2 separate regions of the Sus scrofa genome follow, and region 1 is linked to region 2. A link is a contact called in public Hi-C data. All regions are on one chromosome and are shown on one strand. The core of a region is the stretch at or near the end of the contact, and the rest is flanking DNA. Distances in the headings are between cores, read along the strand shown. Region 1 holds the start of TMEM97 (transmembrane protein 97). Region 2 overlaps NLK (serine/threonine-protein kinase NLK).

Region 1 (3,835 bases), core at 395-2,894, 49 kb before region 2:
GCATACCCATTTAGAGGTTTGTGGCTGTCAGGTTAAGAACCGCTGCTCTGCAGAGAAAAAGCATTTAGGGAGAATCAGTGGCAAAACCAAGTCTTTTGATAGACAAGTCACCCTTGCTCACAATTCTACAGATTGGAAAAGCAGGGAACCAAGGACTGGAATTCTGTGATAGAAGGTTACAGGGTCCAGACATGAAAATAAAAGTGAAGAAATAAAAAGCATTCAAGCAAAGTTTGGGATGGAGAATGTTCTCCAACAACCAGGAAATGGGGCTTCCGCCTATTTCTACTCAGGTGATCATTCTTCCTCAAACCCAATTAAAGACCAATTTGAAAGGGTAAAGCTTTTGAAGTTGCTAAGGACGGTCTGCGAATGTCCTTTAAACGGGTCTAATTCTACTTGTATTATTTCTTTGGGATTAGCCTGCATTTTTACAGCTCTCCCAAGAAACACAACTTTAAAACAAATCCAGAAGTTCCTGTTGTGGCTCATCAGAAAGGAATCCCACTAGGAACCATGAGGATGCAGGTTCAATCCCTGGCCTCGCTCAGTGGGTTAAGGATCTGGCATTGCCATGAGCTGTGGTGTGGGTCGCAGACACAGCTCAGATCTGGCGTTGCTGTGGCTGTGGTTGTAGGCCAGCGGCTACAGCTCCGATCGGACCCCTAGCCTGGGAAACTCCATATGCCGGGTGTGCGGCCCTGAAAAGCAAAAAAAAAAAAAAACCCCAAAAAATCACACACACAAATCCAGCGTGTGATTCAGACACTGGTTAATTCGGCCACTTCCCTCAAATATTGACAACTGACCAGAGCTAGGGTGTGAGAGCCTCAACAAACCCAGGGGGACCGTAGTTAAAAGGAGCAAAGTGTCTGCCCCCAGGAGCCTCGGGGAGAGCGGCTGGAAGACAAAGAAAACCCCGAGGAAGAAGTCGAGTCGAAGGGTAAGGAAGGGCCGCAGTGCCTGCGGGACCCAAGAAATGCGGGAGGGAACCCTGACAGCGAGGCCCCAGCAGTGGAGGCCACGGAGACGCCGGAGCAACCACTGCGCCGAGAGGCCCCAATTTCAGCGACTGGCGGCCAGGACCGACGGCGCCCTCACCTCGACGGGGTAGAGATCGGGCGGCAGCAATGCCTGCATATCCACGAGCAGGGTGAGGGGGATGTGGGAGAGGAAGTAGAAGCCCAGCAACCACTCCAGGCCGCGCCGGACACCCAGACGCCCCATCATCCGTCGGCTGCGCCCGATGGGAGCCGAGGCTACGCTCGCAGGAAAGCTCTGTGGGTACAGAAACACTCCGTGGGTACAGAAACACTCCGTGGGTACACGCCGGCGCCCCCGCGGTCCGGGGACAGCGCCCCGCCCCGCCCCGCCCCGCCGCGAGAACGAAGCCGGCCGTTCCCATTGGCTGAGAAGCCGTGCGCGGGCCCGCAGCGCCCCCAGAGGGGGCCCGGGGACCTTTTCTATTGGTCGCCGGGAGAGCCGCGTGAGGTGGGGGCAGGGCTTCTTGGCCGCAGCGTGGAACCGGGAGGGGTACGTGGAGTGTACCCTGCGCGGCCTTGAACGCTGCTGGGACCTCTGGCCTTCTTCCCGCGACCGCGTGTCCGCTGCGCTCCGCGGAGGATCCCCTGCGTGGCCCTTTCGCTTATTACTCCTCTGTTACTTTGCTCCATCCGTGTAGTGCTTGCTGAGCGCCTCCGGTGTGCCCTGCTGTGGGCGCTTTATGGGGATGGAGTTCCCAGTGCAGTGGGGTGTCACCCATCAGGGCCGGCCAACACTGAGTCCGTGCCTTGGCGGCAGTCACAGGCCGTGGGGACAGAGGGCACGAATACTGCTCTGGCAGGAGTTGAGGGTCCTGGAAGCCTTTCGGAGGATGCCTAGGGGGCAGCTAGCCTCGATTAAGAAAGAAGCACAGGGATATAGCAGGAGGTAAAATTGACAAGTATTGGTGGTAGGCTGGGGAGAAGGAGGGAGGCTCAAGGGTTCGTTTATTCATTCTGTAAATATTGATCTTAAATTATTCCAGGTCTGCCCTGGAACAGGATGGGGAAGGGGGGCTGCCATTCGCTCAGAAGAGGGAGGTAGAGGAGAGATGAGTTGAAGAGAGTGTAATATGGTTCTGGCCAGGTTGTCCCTGAGCAGCCTCTGTAACAGCTACGCAAAAAAGACTGTCTAGTAGGCAGTCCGATGAAATGTCTGAAGATGTAGATTTGTGAGGAATCAGCGTTCGCTGGGAGTTGAAGTCTTGAGAGCAGAAGGCCTATCAGAGGCCTTAGACCACCTCCAACCTCAGGGGTCACGGAAGGAGGGGGCTGCGGTACAGGTGGACAACAGGGGTGTGATGTCTCAGAAACACAGGGGAGGAGGGACCGTCACCTGTGTCAGAGCAACACTGAATGGTACCCCATGGCCTTGTGTGAGCAGCTATACGGCTGGTGGAGGCAGGAGCCAGATGGCAGCAGGGCAGAGAGTAAGGAGGTGGGGAACTCGAGAAGGTAGGGCGTGTAGGTGTCTGATTATGAAGGGGAGGAAGCAGCAGCTGAGGGGGGATGTGCTCCGGAGAGAGCTTATTTATTTAGAGGAGAGAGACTGAAGCACTTTCACTTATTTAGATGATCCTAAAAGTTTCAGGGTCGGGGGAGAGGCCGTCCATCCAGGGGGCAGAGGGCAGGAGATGTGACTCAAGACCGCAGAGGAGCCGGAGAGAATGGATTAGGGTTAGGTCGGAGGAGCGCTGAGCTCCCCAGGGTGGGCTCAGTGGTGCTGTGACAGAGAAGTTGTCCCTGTAGAGGATGCAGGTGAGACGCGTGGCTGTTGACCTGGAGGCCCCCCTCTCCTTGGCCGTGTGCTTTTCTCCATTGTGAGGTCTGCACAGAAAAAGGCTGTAGGACCCATCCAGGCTGGGGCTTCGAAAGACAGTGATTGAAGAGCGTGCCGTTCAAGCCGGATAGGGGTGCGTGACATGAAGCCAGAAGAGGCTGGGAGACGGGAAAAGTGAGCAAATTTGAGGCCTTGCTGAGGAATAAGCCTTAACGTGATGGGAGTAACTGGATGAATGGGCCAGAAGCTTGGGAGAGTTCGCCCGGGGGTACAGTGTTGGGTTCCAGGCATCAGGAGGAGGTTCTGCCCATGAGAAGCCACGGCTGAAATGGTATTTGGAGATGAAGTGAAGGGACAGAGATCCCAAGGCGTGGGATGGATCAACCCCAAAGGCCACCGCAGGTGGTGGCGGCAATCCAGTGGAGAGAAGGCTGTGAGCCCATTGCCAGAGTCTTCAGTGTAGGAGTTCCCGTCGTGGTGCAGTGGAAATGAATCCGACTAGGAACCATGAGGTTTTGGGTTCGATCCCTGGCCTCACTCAGCGGGTTAAGGATCTGATGTTGCCATGAGCTGCGGTGTAGGTTGCAGACTCGGCTTGGATCCTCTGTGGCTGTGGCAAAGGCCGGGAGCTGCAGCTCCGATTGGACCCCTAGCCTGGGAACCTCCATATGCCGCGGGAGCAGCCCTAGAGAAGGCAAAAAAAAAGACAAAGTCTTCAGTGTATATGGGGGTGTGACCGGGAGGGAGGTGGGCGTGGGCTGAGGTCTGGGGTAAGCCTTGGAGCGTGGAGGGGACAGGGTGTGGAAATGGCTGGAGGAGCAGAGAGCAGGGAGGCTGGGGACCCCACCTCCTGACCCTGTGAGCTGCTGGAGTGTGAGAAAATGAACAGCCTGCACGGGAGGGCTCTGTGGGGGAGCAGAGACCTTACTGCAGTGGGTGAGGGTGAGGAGGGGGGTGTTGATTTGGGAGTCAGACAAGGTGGAGGGAGGGCCTAGCAGGAGAGGGAGGTGCAGCT
Region 2 (3,559 bases), core at 841-3,340:
CTGAATCTGGCGAAGGTTGAGGAAGTTTATATAGCTAAATGCCTTTTGATTTTTCTCTAGTGGGATGGAAAAAATGGATAGTTTTTTCTTTTAAATGTGGTTTAGAATACCTGTTTTTTAAGAAAATTTGTAGCAAAATAAAAAATGATTTAGAAAACATAGACTATTACACATGTGAGCAATGGGTTACCTAGGGGAACACTGGTTTTCTTTATGGGAAAAAAAATGTATGACAAAGGATAACAACATAGATAAGAGAAGATACATTCACGTTTTTCACTGTTTGCCTTCATAAGAAAGTGGCTCAAATGAAAAGCTTTAGTTCTATATGTGTTCATGTGGAAAAACCTTCACATCTGATGGAAAGGGCAAGGCACAGGGCAGTGCATACTGTGCCGTCATTCCTGTAAAAACGTCTAAGCTTCACCATGCATGGTATCCCTGGAATGGTCCCCAGAAACTGCAAACAGTGGTTTGCAACTCTGGAGAGAACAATTTCCTTCTCACTATCCTTGTGTAGGTTGTACCATGTGAATGTGTTACTAATACACAAACAACATAGTTTGTAAAAGGAACTCACAATATTGTCTTTACAAGGTTTTTCTTCTCAGGTATAAGCATTCTCAGGAACTCGAAGGTAAAGGTGTTCATTTTAAAAAAATGATAGAATTACTGTAATTAAGAAATGGATAAAAATAGGTGGCTATAAGAATAATGACCTGTGAAAATGATAATACTAATTATCAAAACCTAAGTAAAAACAAGCCCATCTTTCCTTGACTATGTAAAGATCTTTTTTTACTGAGTATTTTCCTGAGAGAGTAGGAGACTGACCACTGTTTCAGAGATCTTTGAAGTCTAACATAAACACCTCTTGGCAAAAGGATCTGCTTGTTAAAAATTCTATCAACATCAACCGGAAAATGTGGTAATTTACCACTTTTTTCCAAGTGTCTGGGCATTATTCACTCACTGATAAAAATCACCTAAAAGTACAGGGAAAAATGTTATCACTTAGGTGTTTGATTCTCAAAATATTTTAAACCTGAGAGGAGAGACTGGATCTTAAATTCGGTGAGTAGTCAGTCTTTTCAATTCAGACCTGATTTCTAAAGTGGAAAACAAGATTGGGAGTTCCCATTGTGGCACAGTGGAAATGAATCCGACTAGTAACCATGAGGTTGTGGGTTCGATCCCTGGCCTCACCCAGTGGGTTAAGGATCTGGCATGGCTGTGACATAGGCCAGCAGCTGTGGCTCCAATTCAACCCCTAGCTTGGAAACCTCCATATGCCGAGGGTGCGGCCCGAAAAAGCAAAAAACAAACAGAACCCAAGATTGAATAGCACTTATTAAATGGACAATTTTTGTTTTTCCTGTATGATAGATTATTTTAAATATTGAGATAAAAGTACATTAAAGAATGGAATGCAAAATGTGAAGGAATTCTGGAGCTGAGATGGGGCTAAGAGGACTCTGACTTCTGGCTTATGTAACTGAGTGGAAGTGAAGCCCAGGGATGGGAGGTAGGGAGCTGATGCAGCACCATAACTACAGTCATTCTCTTTCATCTCACCTGCCAAAAAAGAAAAGCCTGTGCTGTGCTGTCAGGAGCACCACCTTGGGACTGGTCCTAACCAAATGTGAAGAGAGGAGGCCCAGTTCAGTGCACAGCTCTGCCCCCTTAACTCCAAGCACATTTGCAACTCCTCATGAAAAGCTAAGGATGGCGCTAGCTGATTAAGCCCCAACCATTTTGGAAGGAGAAAAAAAGAGCTAGTGGGAAGTGAGAATGATTTCATAATAATAAAACGGGGGGTAACACATTAATTTCATTTTTGGCATGGCTGAGGTACCCATGAGATACCTAGTGGAAAGTTCTAACATATCTAGTATAAAAAATCAGGGTATAAGTAAGAGATTTGGGGTTATTCTCTCACAGCGAAAGAGGCCAAAGGTGGATGAGGCCACAAGCATGTCCAGCAGTGGACCTTGGCCGCACTTTGGAATCAACTGGAGAACTTAACAAACAAACAAAACCACAACATGGAATTAATGCCTGACTTTGCTTCCAGAGATTCTGGGGTGTGGCCTTGGCATAGAAATTTCTGAAAGTTCTCCAGGTGATTCTACCATGTGGCCAAGTGGAGAACCCTTGGCTTTAGAGCAGGATGAAAATCCAGGATCGATCTCTAGCCCAGAGAACAGAAACATGTGAGGATTAAGCAGAGCAAGGAACCTGTAAGGGAGAGCTGTGGTCCCTTCAAAAGGGAGAGGACAGTAGTTTCAAAAGCCAAAGAAAGACCAGGGAAGACCAAGGACAGAGAAGCGGCGAGGCAAATACTGCGGAGAAGACTCTAAATGTGTCCATTTACTACTGGGCTGTCCATACATTACTAAAGCATAATAGAGAACAGCCCCTCAAAAGCTGCCTTAGTTTAAAAATACATGCAAATTATGCATTCTATTCTTTAATATATTTTAATATAAAAGTAGTATTTAAAATGACTTACCATAGAGGAAAAACAAAGTAAGGCACAAATCCCCTGGTTAGCTCAGCAGGTTCCAGTGGGAACAGGTCAACGAGTTTTCTCTAATGTTTATCTGGGAAGAAGTTTAGTTTCAGAGTGTTATATGTGCAATTAATTCATAACGCTCTTGTGATGAAAACTAGTTTTCTCATGTAAGCATTACTTATATTTACAAGGCTTCCTTATAAGTTATTATTGGTACTTTGTAGGGTTTCAAAAGTTTGTTGGAAAAATAAACTAGCATTTGTATGAACGCATAATAGTCAGCTCCCCCCATGTCAGGAAAAATCCATTCATTTTGCTAAGTCAAGAAAGGAGAGGTGGGAGTACACATGCCATCTATAACCCCAAGAGTAATGCTGCTTTAGCCAGCTTCAGAGAATGTGTTTTGAATTTAGGCAGTCTGGTGTCAGGTCTTACTCACACAACCACCCCGCTGGGACTTCTTCCATGGCGGAAGTACCTTTGAGAGGCCTGGAGCAGGAGGCAGAAAGGAAGAGGAGGGGAGGGGATCGAGCCCCCTTAGCAGTCTGCTGCACCCAGGAGTCCGCTTTTATTTGTTTAATATAATGGACTCCACAGTATTGGAGTTCGATTCACATGAAAATAGGATTCTGTGCTTAAAAAAAAAAAAAGTTTGAAAACCACCAGATTAGACTCTAAGATTTAAAAAGACTTTCAAATTGCATATATTAAATCACAGTATCTTTGACATTGGTTAACTAAGTTACCATTATGTTTTTGGCGATCTTGAAAAACGCACAACTGATTTCCTCAAAGTCTGAAATGGAAATATATAAATAGGAAATGTCTCAAAACTTTGCAAACACGGGATACAGGCTGTACTGAGAGAAAACAAAAAGGAATTGAAATAAAACAGATGACACATCTTTTTCAAATGTCACATTTAATGTTTTCACCACTGTACTTCAAATCTACATTGTACAAAGTGACCAGTAAGTGTGCCACGGTAATTGACCAACCTCTGAGATTGTACCTTTCACACCAGTGTCTTCTTGGGCTCTTTTG

What was found. Hi-C and Micro-C count contacts between places; a contact is called where the count stands out from the background.
Region 1: a contact with region 2 is called in a Hi-C map of liver, with 1.9 times the contacts expected there. The contact joins the promoter of TMEM97 here to the enhancer-like site in region 2. A contact is called at or near these places in 2 of 5 promoter capture datasets (fetal liver and liver) and 5 of 47 Hi-C or Micro-C datasets (fetal heart ventricle, liver and skeletal muscle).

What each region holds. Positions count from the first base shown.
Region 1 is chr12:44,601,573-44,605,407 of Sscrofa11.1, reverse strand. It overlaps TMEM97 (transmembrane protein 97), which reads right to left and starts at 1,644. Exons shown (of 3, transcript XM_021067476.1): 1 at 1,102-1,644. The coding sequence starts at 1,230.
Region 2 is chr12:44,553,387-44,556,945 of Sscrofa11.1, reverse strand. NLK (serine/threonine-protein kinase NLK) reads right to left here. Exons shown (of 11, transcript XM_021067474.1): 11 at 3,419-3,559. Among named protein-coding and RNA genes, the nearest start is that of TMEM97, 49 kb to the left of the region's middle. Within about 2 kb of position 2,090, at least 1 of the 83 cell types and tissues checked has an H3K27ac peak or open chromatin away from gene starts, as enhancers often do. A contact at or near this core is called in liver, where this site is marked.